2 separate regions of the Sus scrofa genome follow, and region 2 is linked to region 1. The links are chromatin contacts, called in public Hi-C maps. All regions are on one chromosome and are shown on one strand. The core of a region is the stretch at or near the end of the contact, and the rest is flanking DNA. Distances in the headings are between cores, read along the strand shown.

The links. A called contact is a pair of places that touch in the nucleus more often than the background predicts.
Region 2: a Hi-C map of liver shows a contact between it and region 1, with 7 times the contacts expected there. The contact joins the promoter of CBX2 here to the promoter of EIF4A3 in region 1. A contact is called at or near these places in 2 of 47 Hi-C or Micro-C datasets (heart right ventricle and liver).

What each region holds. Positions count from the first base shown.
Region 1 is chr12:2,283,379-2,289,506 of Sscrofa11.1, reverse strand. EIF4A3 (eukaryotic translation initiation factor 4A3) reads right to left here and starts at 3,828. Exons shown (of 12, transcript NM_001100193.1): 1 at 3,644-3,828; 2 at 1,132-1,204; 3 at 503-569. The coding sequence starts at 3,812. It overlaps LOC106505378 (a long non-coding RNA gene), which reads left to right and starts at 5,859. Exons shown (of 2, transcript XR_002336940.1): 1 at 5,859-6,074.
Region 2 is chr12:2,577,765-2,583,892 of Sscrofa11.1, reverse strand. CBX2 (chromobox protein homolog 2) reads left to right here and starts at 3,557. Exons shown (of 5, transcript XM_021066506.1): 1 at 3,557-3,750; 2 at 3,822-3,865; 3 at 4,915-4,980. The coding sequence starts at 3,679.

The sequences.
Region 1 (6,128 bases), core at 2,579-5,078:
AAAAGGACTTGGAGTTCCCGCCGTGGTGCAGTGGTTAACGAATCCGACTAGGAACCATGAGGTTGCGAGTTCAATCCCTGCCCTTGCTCAGTGGGTTAAAGATCTCCAGCGTTGCCGTGAGCTGTGGTGTAGGTCGCAGACTTGGCTCAGATCGTGCCTTACTGTGGCTCTGGCATAGGCTGGCAGCTACAGCTCCGATTAGACCCCTAGCCCGGGAACCTCCATATGCCGCGGGAGTGGCCCAAGAAACAGCAAAAAAAAAAAAAAAAAAAAAAAAAAGACTTTCTGACAAGATATTAGCTCAGATATTAATAATTAAGATTCTCTTAAAAAAATTTTGAGCCGCCGCGGCAGCGGCCCAAGAAATGGCAAAAAAAAAAAAAAAAAAAAAAAAAAAATTTGAGCCAATACAACTAGAGATATTTAAGAATTGTACTTCTTAAATCACAGCGGATAAAGGAAGTATTTCCCCAAGATTAAAGAGAAGTTTGAGGCAGATTACCTGAATATCCAAACACTGCAGGACAGAAATACTGAAGGTAGCTGTTTTGCCTGTACCAGACTGAGATCTAGGAGAGAAAACACAGAAAAATGGGATTTAGAATGATGGGCCACATGCCACTGCTCCCATCATGTGACCTCTGTCCAGCAGTGCTCCGGGGAAGCATGTGGGGAGCGTCTTACAAGTAGACCCCACTCCCCCACCGCACCCCCGGCCAACATCTTCACCTCAAGGGGGTGGGACTCAGGCACGTGTCCCAACTTTCAAATCACAGGTGATGGGGATAATAAACAGGAAGTGATGAAGCTGCAGAATCTGTAACTTCAGTGGCTAAAAAAGAGATTTCCTTTCATATAATCGTCTGATTTCAGACTCACGCAGCCAAAAAAAAAAAAACAGGCAAATTGGGAATAAAGCTATTAAGAGTATTATACATAATCCCATTTGCCAAATGATAGGTAAGGAAATTGGGCTTTTTTAAAAAAGAGCTTTCCAGAGTGGAGGACACAAAAATAAAAAGTGCCTATGGCTGAATGCAAGGCCAGGGCTGGTCACGGCGACGGAAGGAGAAGCGCAAAGGCGCTGCTGTGCTGAGCAGCCCGGCCCGGGCCCGGCTCCCGCAGACTCACTGTGCAATGACATCTCTCCCCTTGATGATCTGCTTAATAGCTCGCTGCTGGATTGCCGAAGGCTTTTCAAAACCTGTAAATTAGAGCAGAAAACAATTAGTTCTAACCGCTAGGACAGCATGCTTACAACCAGACGCTGGGGCTCCTCGAGGGCAAGGATGGGCTCTCTTTCTTCCTTTCTCTTTCGGCTGCCCCTCGGCATATGGAGTTCGTGGGTATGTGATCAAATCTGAGCCACAGCTGTGACCTACACCACCGCTGTGGCAACACCAGTTACTTTCACCCACTGTGCCAGGCAGGGACTGAACCTACATCCTGGTGCTGCAGATATGCCACTGATCCCGTTGCACCACAGAAGGAACTCCAAGGATGGTATGTTTTTTAAAAAAAAAAAAAACCCTCCTGATGCAATGTCCAACATACTGAGCTCTCAAAAAACAGCTGTTGAACAAAGCAGGATTTGTGGACTTTTGTGGATTTTTTTTTTTAGGGCCACACCTGCAGCATATGGAGGTTCCCAGGCTAAGGGTCGAACGGGAGCTGTGGCTGCTGGCCTGAGCCACAGCCACAGCAACTTGGGATCTGAGCCACGTCTGCAACCTCCACCACAGCTCCCGAAACGCCGGATCCTTAATCCACTGAGCCAGGCCAGGGACTGAACCCACAATTTCATGGATACTAGTCGAGTTTGTTAACCACTGAGCAAGGGAACTCCAGTGGATTTTCTTTATAGTAACATATGATCTTATTTATACAGACAAAATCTCTGAGGAACATTGTTGCAAACAGAGACCCTAGTTAGGTTTAAAAAAAAAAAAAGTTAACAGGTGGTTACTGCTGGAGAACAGGGGGAGGGAAGCTCACATCTTACTTCCATTACTACTGCATTGTTTGACTTCATTACAATAACCTGCATTGTTGGGGGTGTTTTGGCATCACTTGTTAAATTAAATAACCCATCACAGTCAGTCACTACTCCCTATCAGCAGTAAGTCTTTGGGTAGGTGACATCATCTAAAAACGAATGTCACCTACGCCTCCCGCCCTGGATGCCCTCCTGCCCTGGATGCGGCTGCGTGAACTGCAACCCCTCTACTGTCTGAGTAAACAAAACTTCATGTACAAATAATGGACATGAAATAATTCTCATAGTCTTTTAAAATGTAGTAAACTTCCCACTTAACACAAAAGCCAATCTAATGTGATTTAAACCCCTCATGATGACGCAGCAGGTGTTTCAGGGAAGGGAGGCCCTAGATCCCAAGAGGCAGGTGGGCTGTGAGCCTCACTACAAGGCTTAGTTGCTATAGTTCACCTCCCGTTCCCTCAGCACCTTCTCTGCACTAAACTGTCCTGACTCAAGGACTGCTGGATAAAAAAGATGCCCCAGTCCCAGGCATTAAGCACGGATGCTGCTCATTCCGGAGAGTAGCCCCAACCCCGCCTCTTCCGAGGCTCCCAGCTAGGACAACTGATGGCTCACAGGTCCCTCAAGCTCCCCTCATTCAAGAAGTGCTCCCACCATTACTCCCTGCCTGAGCAGAGGGCAGCATCACCGGTCCCATCAGCCACACACCTAGGATTTTCCTCTGCTGCTTACATCCATCTCCACCAGAAAACCATCATCTCTCCCCCGGACTGGAACAAAAAGCCTCCTAGCATCTCCCTGCTTGCTCTCCCGCCTCACCTCCACCCACATCAGACACCCCAATTCACTTCTAACTAAATATGGTCCTGTCGCTTCCTTGCATGAGACCCTCCAATGGCCTCCCCCACTGCACTCAGAAATAAAATGCACTCTCTTTATCACCCCAGACTTCACTCTTCAAGATGTGGCCCCCTCCTCCCTCCCCACAGGGAGGACAGGAGATTCTGTTCCTGGAATGTCCCCGGCTCCGGGCTGCAGGACCTGGCACCAGCTGCCCCCTCTGCCCAATTCTAACATAACCTTCTCATAACGGGCTCCTTAGCTGAGTCTCAGTTCAAATGCCAGGCCCTACTGGCAGCCACCTTGCCTATTTGCTCTACTAGTTTAACTCTCTCCTCCGCGCAGCTTGAACCAATTATCCCGCTTAATTTTCTCCGTAGCCATTACCATCGATTATACAGTCCTCCTCCCAAATGTAACTTAAACTAAGGCTTAAGCTAACTTAACTAAGGGCACGAACCTGTCTGGTTCCCTACTAAGCCCCGAGTACCTAGAGCCGCGCACCTGGCCGATACAAGACAGTTATCCGCTGAATGAATGACTCCCAAGTGCCCAAAGGACCCTGCAGCCCTCTTGGGTCCCAGCAGGGCGCGCTGCCGGGAGGACAACACCCGAACCCGCCGGCACAGATGGGGGTGGATACGCGTGGTGAGGGAAGGGGTCACCCGTGACCCACCCCGGGCTCGGCCCCAACCCGGATCCCCGACCTTCAGGACCGCCACACTCCCAGTCTCGGGACCCAGCCCTCGGCCGGGCCCATGCTCTCCGGCGGGCGCTCGCAGCCCGCGCCCCGCGCCCACCGACCGTAGGCATAGATGCCGCGCAGCAGGTCCTCCCGCAGGCCCATAGTGTCGAACGTGGGAGTCACGTCCACCTCCTCGCTGGTCTCGAATTCCACTTTGGTCATGTCTTCCTCTTTCAGCAGCCGCTTCCGCGCCGAGCCTGAGGTCGCCATCGTGGCCGTGGCCGCCATGATGCCGAGCGGGCTGAGAACCGACTGCGCGCCGCACCGGGAAGCGGAAGTAGAGCGCCGCGCCGTCGCCGCCGCCAGGAACTGACGGCATCGCGCGCGCGTGCCTGCGTAGGAGCGTGCGTCGGAGCCGCGCTCGGAAGGGGCGGGGAGCTCCTGGTCACGTGAAAGGGGAAAGGGGCGGTGCCGCAGCTCTCGAGGGGGAGGGGTTCCGCGGGATCCGCGGGCCCCGCCCCTGGCCACACCCCGCCCCTCCCCGCACCCGCGTAAGGTAGGCGCCGGGGTTCGCCCGGGTCCCTCGGCTTGGGCTCTGGGCTGGGCTGTTGCGCGGAGGGTTACCGGTTACCTGGCCGCATTACCGGTTCCTCAGCGCGGCAGGGTAGAACTGGAACTCCTGCAGACGAGCTGCGGCGTGCGCCAGGGCGCCCCTGCCGGGAGGAGGCACCCGGGTGCTGGTCCCTGCCTGCGCTCATTATCCCGTGTAAACATGGCCCCGTGGGCCATGCTTCTCTAAAACTTCAAGTGCCTCTAAAATCAAGTACCGCAAAACTGGCCTCTGAACCGATTTCATCACTTGACGGACGTTCATCTGTGTTGTGTGAGAACAGCGATAACTTTGTGAAACTTGTACTTGCCCAAGTGCCAGCTCCGTCCTTTCTCATTGTTTGCTTGGCTCCCATCCTGGGCATATCTTTAATTCACAGCCTCTTTCCAGGAGTGCTTAAACGCTTTCCTGTTGTGAAGGTTAATTCAGTGAAAACTGGGTGATCATATTATCCATTAAAATCAGGCATAAGAGTGCAGAGGTTTGCAGTTTGTTGACAGCAAACAAGTAAATGAGGTCTTTTCCTGAAGCTCTGGCCCAGACCTTAGAATATGTCCAGACTCTGCAAGAAAATTGACCTGATAAACGTGCCTGATAAGGATGCTAGTATGGGAAGTTCCCCTTGTGGCTCAGTGGGTTAAGAACCTGACTAGCATCCATGAGGACACGGTTCGATCCCTGGTCTTGCTCAGTGAGTTAAGGATCTGGCGTTGCCGTGAGCTGTGGTGTAGGTTGCAGATGTGGCTCAGAGCTGGCACAGCTGTGGCTGTGGTGTAGGCCGCCAGCTATAGCTCCAATTTGACCTCTAGCCTGAGATTTTCCGTATGCTGCATGTGTGACCCTAAGAAGCAAGAAAAAAAAAAATGCCAGTATTACTCAAACCTTAGAGTTCCAGCTGTGGCACAGAGTAAGTTGCTGCGGAGGGCATGGGTTCAGTCCCCAGCCTGTGCAGTGGATTAAAGTATCCCAGGTTGCCACAGTTGGTCACAGCTGCAGCTTGAATTTTTTTTTCTTTAAAGGGCCACACCTGCAGCATATGGAAGTTCCTAGGCTAGGGGTCAAATCGGAACTACAGCTGCCTGCCTATAGTAGCCACAGCAATTTGGGATCCAAGCTTCTGCAACCTACACCACAGCTCACAGCAACACCAGATCCTTAACCCACTGAGACAAAACAGGAACTCCCAGCTGCAGCAGGGATTTTAATCCCTGGCCCAGGAATTTCCATACACCACGGTTCAGACCTTAAAAAAAAAAATTAAATATTTATAAATCTGAATTTCTTTCTTAGACTTTAAAGTGAATAAAATACAAATGTATACAGAATAAGTTGCTGCGGAGGGCATGGGTTCAATCCCCAGCCTGTGCAGTGGATTAAAGTATTCTCAGGTCTTGCGATTCCACAGAGGGGTTATCCGTGTCCTCTCTGAAGTAGCCCACATTGTTTTGCGAACTGTCCTAGGGCTGTGCTGTAAAACGCACACAAATTTCAGACTTAGTATAAGAAAACGAGAGGAATTCCTGTCGTGGCGTAGCAGAAACGAATACAACTAGGAACCATGAGGTTGCTGGTTCAATCCCTGGCCTCGCTCAGTGGGTTAAGGAGCTGGCATCGCTGTGAGCTGTGGTGTAGGTTGCAGATGTGGCTCAGATCTAGTGTGACTGTGGCTGTGGCGTAGGCCAGCAGCTGTAGCTCCAGTTAGACCCCTAGCTTGGGAACCTCCATATGCTGCGGGTGTGGCCCTAAAAAGAAAAAAAGAACAAGAAAGACCTCGTTAATAATTTTTATATTGATTATATGTAGGAATGTTCGTATTTTAGATACATGAGTTAAACCGTGTTATTTAAATCGATTTAACCCATTTCTTTTCCTTTTTCAAATACGTCTACCAGAACCATCTTAATTACAGAAGATATTCCTCTTGGACGGTGCTGCTCTAGGTACTAAACAGTAGGTGAAATAACCTTGTCAGGCGTGTGGGGGAGAGTAAATGG
Region 2 (6,128 bases), core at 2,308-4,807, 290 kb before region 1:
TAAGGGCTCTAACTGTGCTTATTTTTACTTGAGTTCTGATACATAAATACTACGTGTCACGTAGATATAATATTTATCCATTGCATATACAGAATCAGCATCACCTATCGTGGCTAGCCTGTAAGTTACACCTCAGTCTTTCAAATGTGAGGAGACCTGGTTGGGGGACAAAGCATCACATTAAATATTCAAGATTGTGCGGAATTTCCCAATAGCCTAGTGGGTTAAGGATCCATCATTGTCATTTCAGTGCCTGAAGTTTGATCCCTGGTCCAGGAACTTCTGCATACCACAGGCACAGTAAAAAAAAAAAAAAAAAAAAAAAAAAAAAAAAAAAAAAAAAAGGATTGTACAATGTATTATATATCCTGAGTTTATCCCAGGCAGACCATTGAGGATGGGGATGGTGTTAGTTACTTCTTTTAGCCAATTCTGATGAGACAGTATCTGTAGAAAAACTAAAAGCTGCCTGAAACTGTTTTGTAAGGAGTAGTTAATGTTATTTCATTTCAACTGCCAAAGCTGACGGGTCGAGGGGACTGACTTTATCTCAATTCCTAACTTTTCCATTGATTTGAGAATAACACCTGTTCCATTATTCCTTTCTTGACACGGCATCTTTGCTTCCCGATCCGCAAGAGCAACAAGAAAATATTTAACCTTTCTTAGTGGTATTTCAGATATTAATTAGTTAGTATTGTCACTGGCATTGCTACTTTCATGGAAAAAAAAGGGGCATTAAAAGGAGTATTTTGGTTTGCCTATATGCCTATATTTTTGATATCTTTTTATATGCTTTTTAAACATTCTCATAGAAAGGAAAGCATAAATGGGAATGCAGGTAAACTATTCATGTTCCAGGATTCATTTAAGTAACTGCATTACTTTCATGGAAAATACATTTGGAGTATAGTCCTTGCGTTCCTAAGGACCTGTGATGCCCAATACTTGACCATTAGCTACACGTGGCTATTTCCATTTATTGAAAATAAAATTTTAAAAAATTAATTCCTCAGCAGCACATTTCAAGTGTTCACAAGCCACAGATGGCTGGTGACTAACATATTGAAGAATGTGGACCTAAGGCACTGCCATCCTCTTGGAAAGTTCTACTAGACAGCACTGCTCTGGACTCTGTACTGTATCCAGTCGTGTCTAGATGACAGCAAATGCTGAGGAACCATTTGTTGAATGAATAAGAAAATAATTAGTTCTAACTTGTCTTAATAATTCTTAAATATGACAGTCAAAACGGAAGAAGGAATCTGTTTTAGCCCAAACTCATGTTTTGACACAATTGGATTAGCTGGAATCATTCCTCGATTCTGCCAACTTCCAGCTTTATTTTTAAGGAGCATTTCACAAATTTTGGATCATACCTCACCCTTTCTATCTGATAATTTAATTCTAGTCAAATCTGTCATATTTGTTTCTCCCTATCAATTATCTAAACATTATTTTACCCAACTGGGTGTTCACAGTTGGATAGATGATGCATGTATTAAACCTTCCAGGAAATTGATTTTTTTTCCCAATGGGTTACAATCAAATTCTAGACAAATTATTTCTTAGAGGAAGAAAGCATTGTCTAAAAGCTTTCTTTTCTTTAAAAAAAAAAAATATTAAGCAAGTATCCCGGGATGCCATACTTCACCAAGAGGAAACTGGAAGCTTCCAGAGCAAAAACCTCACACCCAAGATGACTTCTGCAAGGAAATGTGAGTTGAAACTGATCCAGCTATTTGCAGGATGACAATAAATACACCTTTGGCCTCATCCCCACAGTTTATTGCCTGGCTCCACAAGATGGGGATACAAAGAGCTGGAGAGAGATTGTAGGAGGCTCTCTCTCTACCCCAGGAGCGCAGCTTTTATCCCAAAACAGGGATTCTGGGCTGCAGCCCCACCCAAGTGAGCGGCCCAACCCCCCCCCCTCCGCAGAAGCAACCTTCCCTCTTTCCACCTTCTTTGCAAACAATATCTCTCAGATACCAAATGAATGTAACCTATTTAACCAAATAATGTTACCCAAGTTCTCTCCAGATACCAAATGAATGTAACCTATTTAACCAAATAAACTAATGAACATGCCAGAAATTGAAAGATGGGCTCCAAAATGTTACCCAAGTTCTCTCCAGATACCAAATGAATGGAACCCATTTAACCAAATAAACTAATGAACACGCCAGAAATTGAAAGATGGGCTCCAGCAGTTCCAAATTTTCTACAGTAGGCCTTTCCTGTTAAAACGACAGAAATACATCTCTCCTGCAGAATCCTTTATAAACATGGTTTTAATGATTACAGTTACCTAGAGACAGTCTCCTGTAACAAGAAACGACTTTTTGATTTGCTCAACAGAGAGAATATTTTGCAGCTGCATCCAAGGGAGGAGCAAAACCAGAAAAAAAATTTTTTTTGAGTTAAAATCGTACTGATGTGGAAAAAGAGCTGCCATCTATCACCTTCATTTGTGGAAAAGTTAGGGCTAACGTATATCTCCTTTATTATTCGTTCGACTTGCTCTGATTCAAGATCTAAATGATTTAAGGGGAAAGTTGCTCAGGGAATGGGGATCTCAAAAGCACTAAATAAAAGGGTGTTTGCTGAAGTTGAACCCACAAGACTCCAGGCCACCCCCATTCCAAAGCGCGGTCCAGTCTCTCTGCAGCCTGTAATTGATCCAAAGGGCACGGACTGCCAAATCCGGGCAGGCCCATTAAAGACTTAGTTCTAGGTTAGAACAAGCTCCTCGAATCACCATCCCGTCTCCCCCACATTCATTTGCTTAAAATCGTGAAACAAATTAAGAAAAGGTGCAGTTGCTTTCCCCCTACGTGCTGCCTAAAACTTGGGGGCTCGGTGCCACTCTTCACAACTTAAAATAAGAACGCAGAGCCATTCGTTTTCAGCTGATACGTTCTCCTCTCTCTCCTTGAGGAGAGTGAGGGGGGAGCCGGGCTGCTCGGTTTTTGCGGTTCATCCCCTTCCCAAGTACTTGGTCTCCCATTCCTTCCCCGCCCCCCTCGCCCGTTTTGCTCGCGCGCAAAATAGCACGACTGCCCGAGACCGACAGAGACCAAGTTCAAAAAGGCGGAGGGCGGGTGGGCCCTCCGCGCCCCAAGCAGCGTCCCTCAGAAACCCGGGCAGGAAGCAGCAGCCTAGCCGCGTCCTGACTTCCCCCACTTCGGCCCAGAACAATGGCTTTTTGCCCGGAAAACGAAGTTCGGAGGAGGCCGGGCGCACCCCGGAGACCGGGACTCGGCTGACGATCCCCAGGCCCGAAACGACCGGGCGCTTCCTTCTTCCTCGCAAAAGACCCGCCTGCGCTCGGTGGACCCCCATCACCGCCCGCGCCGCTACAGCCAGACCAGGCGCGCGGGACCCCAAGCCCGGGCGCGAAGCCGAGCCCTCCTTGAACAATGAGCGCCCCGCCCCCGGCACCGCCCCCGCGCGCTCATTGGCCTGCGCCGGATCGGGGCGGCCCGGGAGGATGGGGCGGGCGGCTGGCCTCGGCTCTCGGCGCGCGGCGCGCGGCGGCGGTGCGCGTGCGCGGGGCGGGCCTGCGCGGGGCGGGGGCGGTGCTTTGTGTGCGGCCGGCGGGGCGCGCGGCAGCGGCGGTGGCGGTGCGGGGAGCGGTGGGCGCCGCGGTCGGGGCGGGGCGCGGCGCGCGGCAGCATGGAGGAGCTAAGCAGCGTGGGCGAGCAAGTCTTCGCCGCCGAGTGCATCCTGAGCAAGCGACTACGCAAGGTGCGTGCGGCCCGGCCCGTGCCCGCCCGCGCCCGTTCGCCCCGGCTCACGCGCCTCTTCTCTCCCTGCAGGGCAAGCTGGAGTACCTGGTCAAGTGGCGCGGCTGGTCCTCCAAGTGAGTCCCCAACAATGCAGCGCCCGCCTTCCTGCCTGCGCCACCTCGGTCTGGAGGGTGGAGGACGACGTGGGGGTCCCTCGGCCGCGCTGTCTGGGGGAGTCCGCGCGCGGGGCGGGAAGTTTGCCGGGGCTCCGCGGGCTCCTCGGGCTTGGCGGGAGGGGGTGCACGGGGTGCCCTTTGTTTACTGGCCTGCGGGGCGCGGGGCTGGAAGGCCTCTCCGGAACCTCCTCCAGTTCGCCCAGCTAGGTTCCTGGCGCCCGGGCCGCCTCTCCCGTTGCCGGTTCCGCGCCCCTCCGGCTCCGCGCACTCCTCCCGCGCCCATTTGTTGCATGCGCCCCCGCCCGCCTCAGCCCTCCCCGCGGGGTGCGAGCCCCCCTCCTCTTGTTCGTATTTTCCCCGCTGTAACCTGAGCTTTCTATTGATGGATGTAGTGCTGCTTTTTTTTTTTTTTTTTTTTTCTCTTTTTTAATGTAAGGGAGGGGACTTGGCATCCCGGAAGGGGCTCTATTTGCAGACGATCTCGCAGACCCAGTTCCCCTTTCTTCTAGACCCCACTTTTCTTTCTTTGCTTTCCTCTCCGGGCGCCCCAGCCCGTGTTCGCCTGGGCACCAGCAATGTTGTTCTTAATCTTTGGGCCGCGTGTCTTTGCCGCTCGGCCGCCCCCTCCCTGCATCCTGGACGAGCCTTCCCTTCCCTCCCTGGCTCCTGGCCAGGGTTTGGGGGCTTCCCTCTCTGCAACTTTCCATTTTACTGGGATCCGTTTTCCTCCCCGGGGAGACTGGGGAGTCCTCCTGAGTCCCCGTGTTAATTGGGAGTAGAGTGGTGGTTTCCCTTTGAGTTGGAGGACAAGGTGCTGGCTTCAAGAGCCCCTGTCTCCAGGAGCTCATCGTTAGCGTGGGTGGGACCTTTGGGACTTTCCCCAGCAGCCCAGTGCCCTGGCTGCCAGCAGGGATCTCAGAGCAATGGGGCACCCCCACTCGGGCTGCCTTGTGAAGTGGCCTGTCACTGCCTGATGCTTTAGGACGCCCTGTTCTTTGCTTTTCTAGACACAACAGCTGGGAGCCAGAGGAAAATATCCTGGACCCGAGGCTGCTCCTGGCCTTCCAGAAGAAGTGAGAAAGTTAACAGACTTGTGGGAGGGGCGTGCCATTGGGGGGACCCTGGTCTGTCACCCAGTGGCGCTGGATGGTGCCGGCCCTCAAGGGGTCCTGGACTTGGGCTGTGGTTTGAGGTCCCAGATGCGTCCTCCCCACACTTTCCCTCAGCTGACCAGCACTGTGTCCAGACCTTGAGAGCCACGGAGTGTTGCTTTGGATCTTTGTGACAGCCAGACTTGCCAAAATGAACCTTCCTGGTTCCTTATTTTTCTCTGGGCTGCGAAACAGCTGGTATTATGTGAGCACCACGGGGGCCCCCTTGCCTGTCTCAGGGGCCGAATTTGCTTTTGTAATTCTAGATGTCATATCTATTTTTAAGGAGGAGACTTGGGTTAAGAGAGGCCTCTTTGAGATACTCAGGGGAAAGGGTGGTGAGGGGCTGGTGATGGCCTGAGAGTCTGTGGAGTGCTGGTCGGGGAGGGGGGGGGCAGGCTTGCTAGAGGCAGATAAATTAGGTGCTCAAAAGCTTTCCCAGGTAGGGTCAGTCCAGCCAGCTGTTCTCGGGCTCAAGCTGTGTCGACTTTTTTTTCACTGTAGCAGGACATTTTGGGTCCCAGAAGGCCATGGCAATGGGGAGAAAGATAGAGGTGGGTTTTTTTTGGGGGGGGGAGAGAAAATAAGATGAGCATATGGCTTGTCTCAGTACTTTTGAAAAAGTTAATCACCAAGCTCACTGGTATTGAATTCATTACTCAGGGGGTGAGCTGGCACCGTCTCTGTAAGACAGTGTCCTAACTGTTGAGAGACCACGTGTCCTTAACTTCACTTATGCTTACAGCACAGCAGATGACAACTGGGGTTGGCAAATCTCAGAGATAGATGCAAGCGTTGAAAAGAACCGTGGGGTGGTCTAGTTGACACTGTGCGGGAGAGGACACTGGGAAAGGGGATGCTCTATGTTGTCCTGTCCACCCAGAGAGTTCCCTGCAAACTAGGAACTGTTATTTGCTTGGTGTGTGGATGCAGCCTTATAGAGTAAGGGGATGCATTGGGTTCAGAGCCCTTGGGTACAGGTTAATGTGTCACTGGAGACCCATGAGTGCGCCTGTCCTTTTAGGAGACGGGTTGGGGCTGCTTGGAATATGAACTCTGCCTGCTTGTAC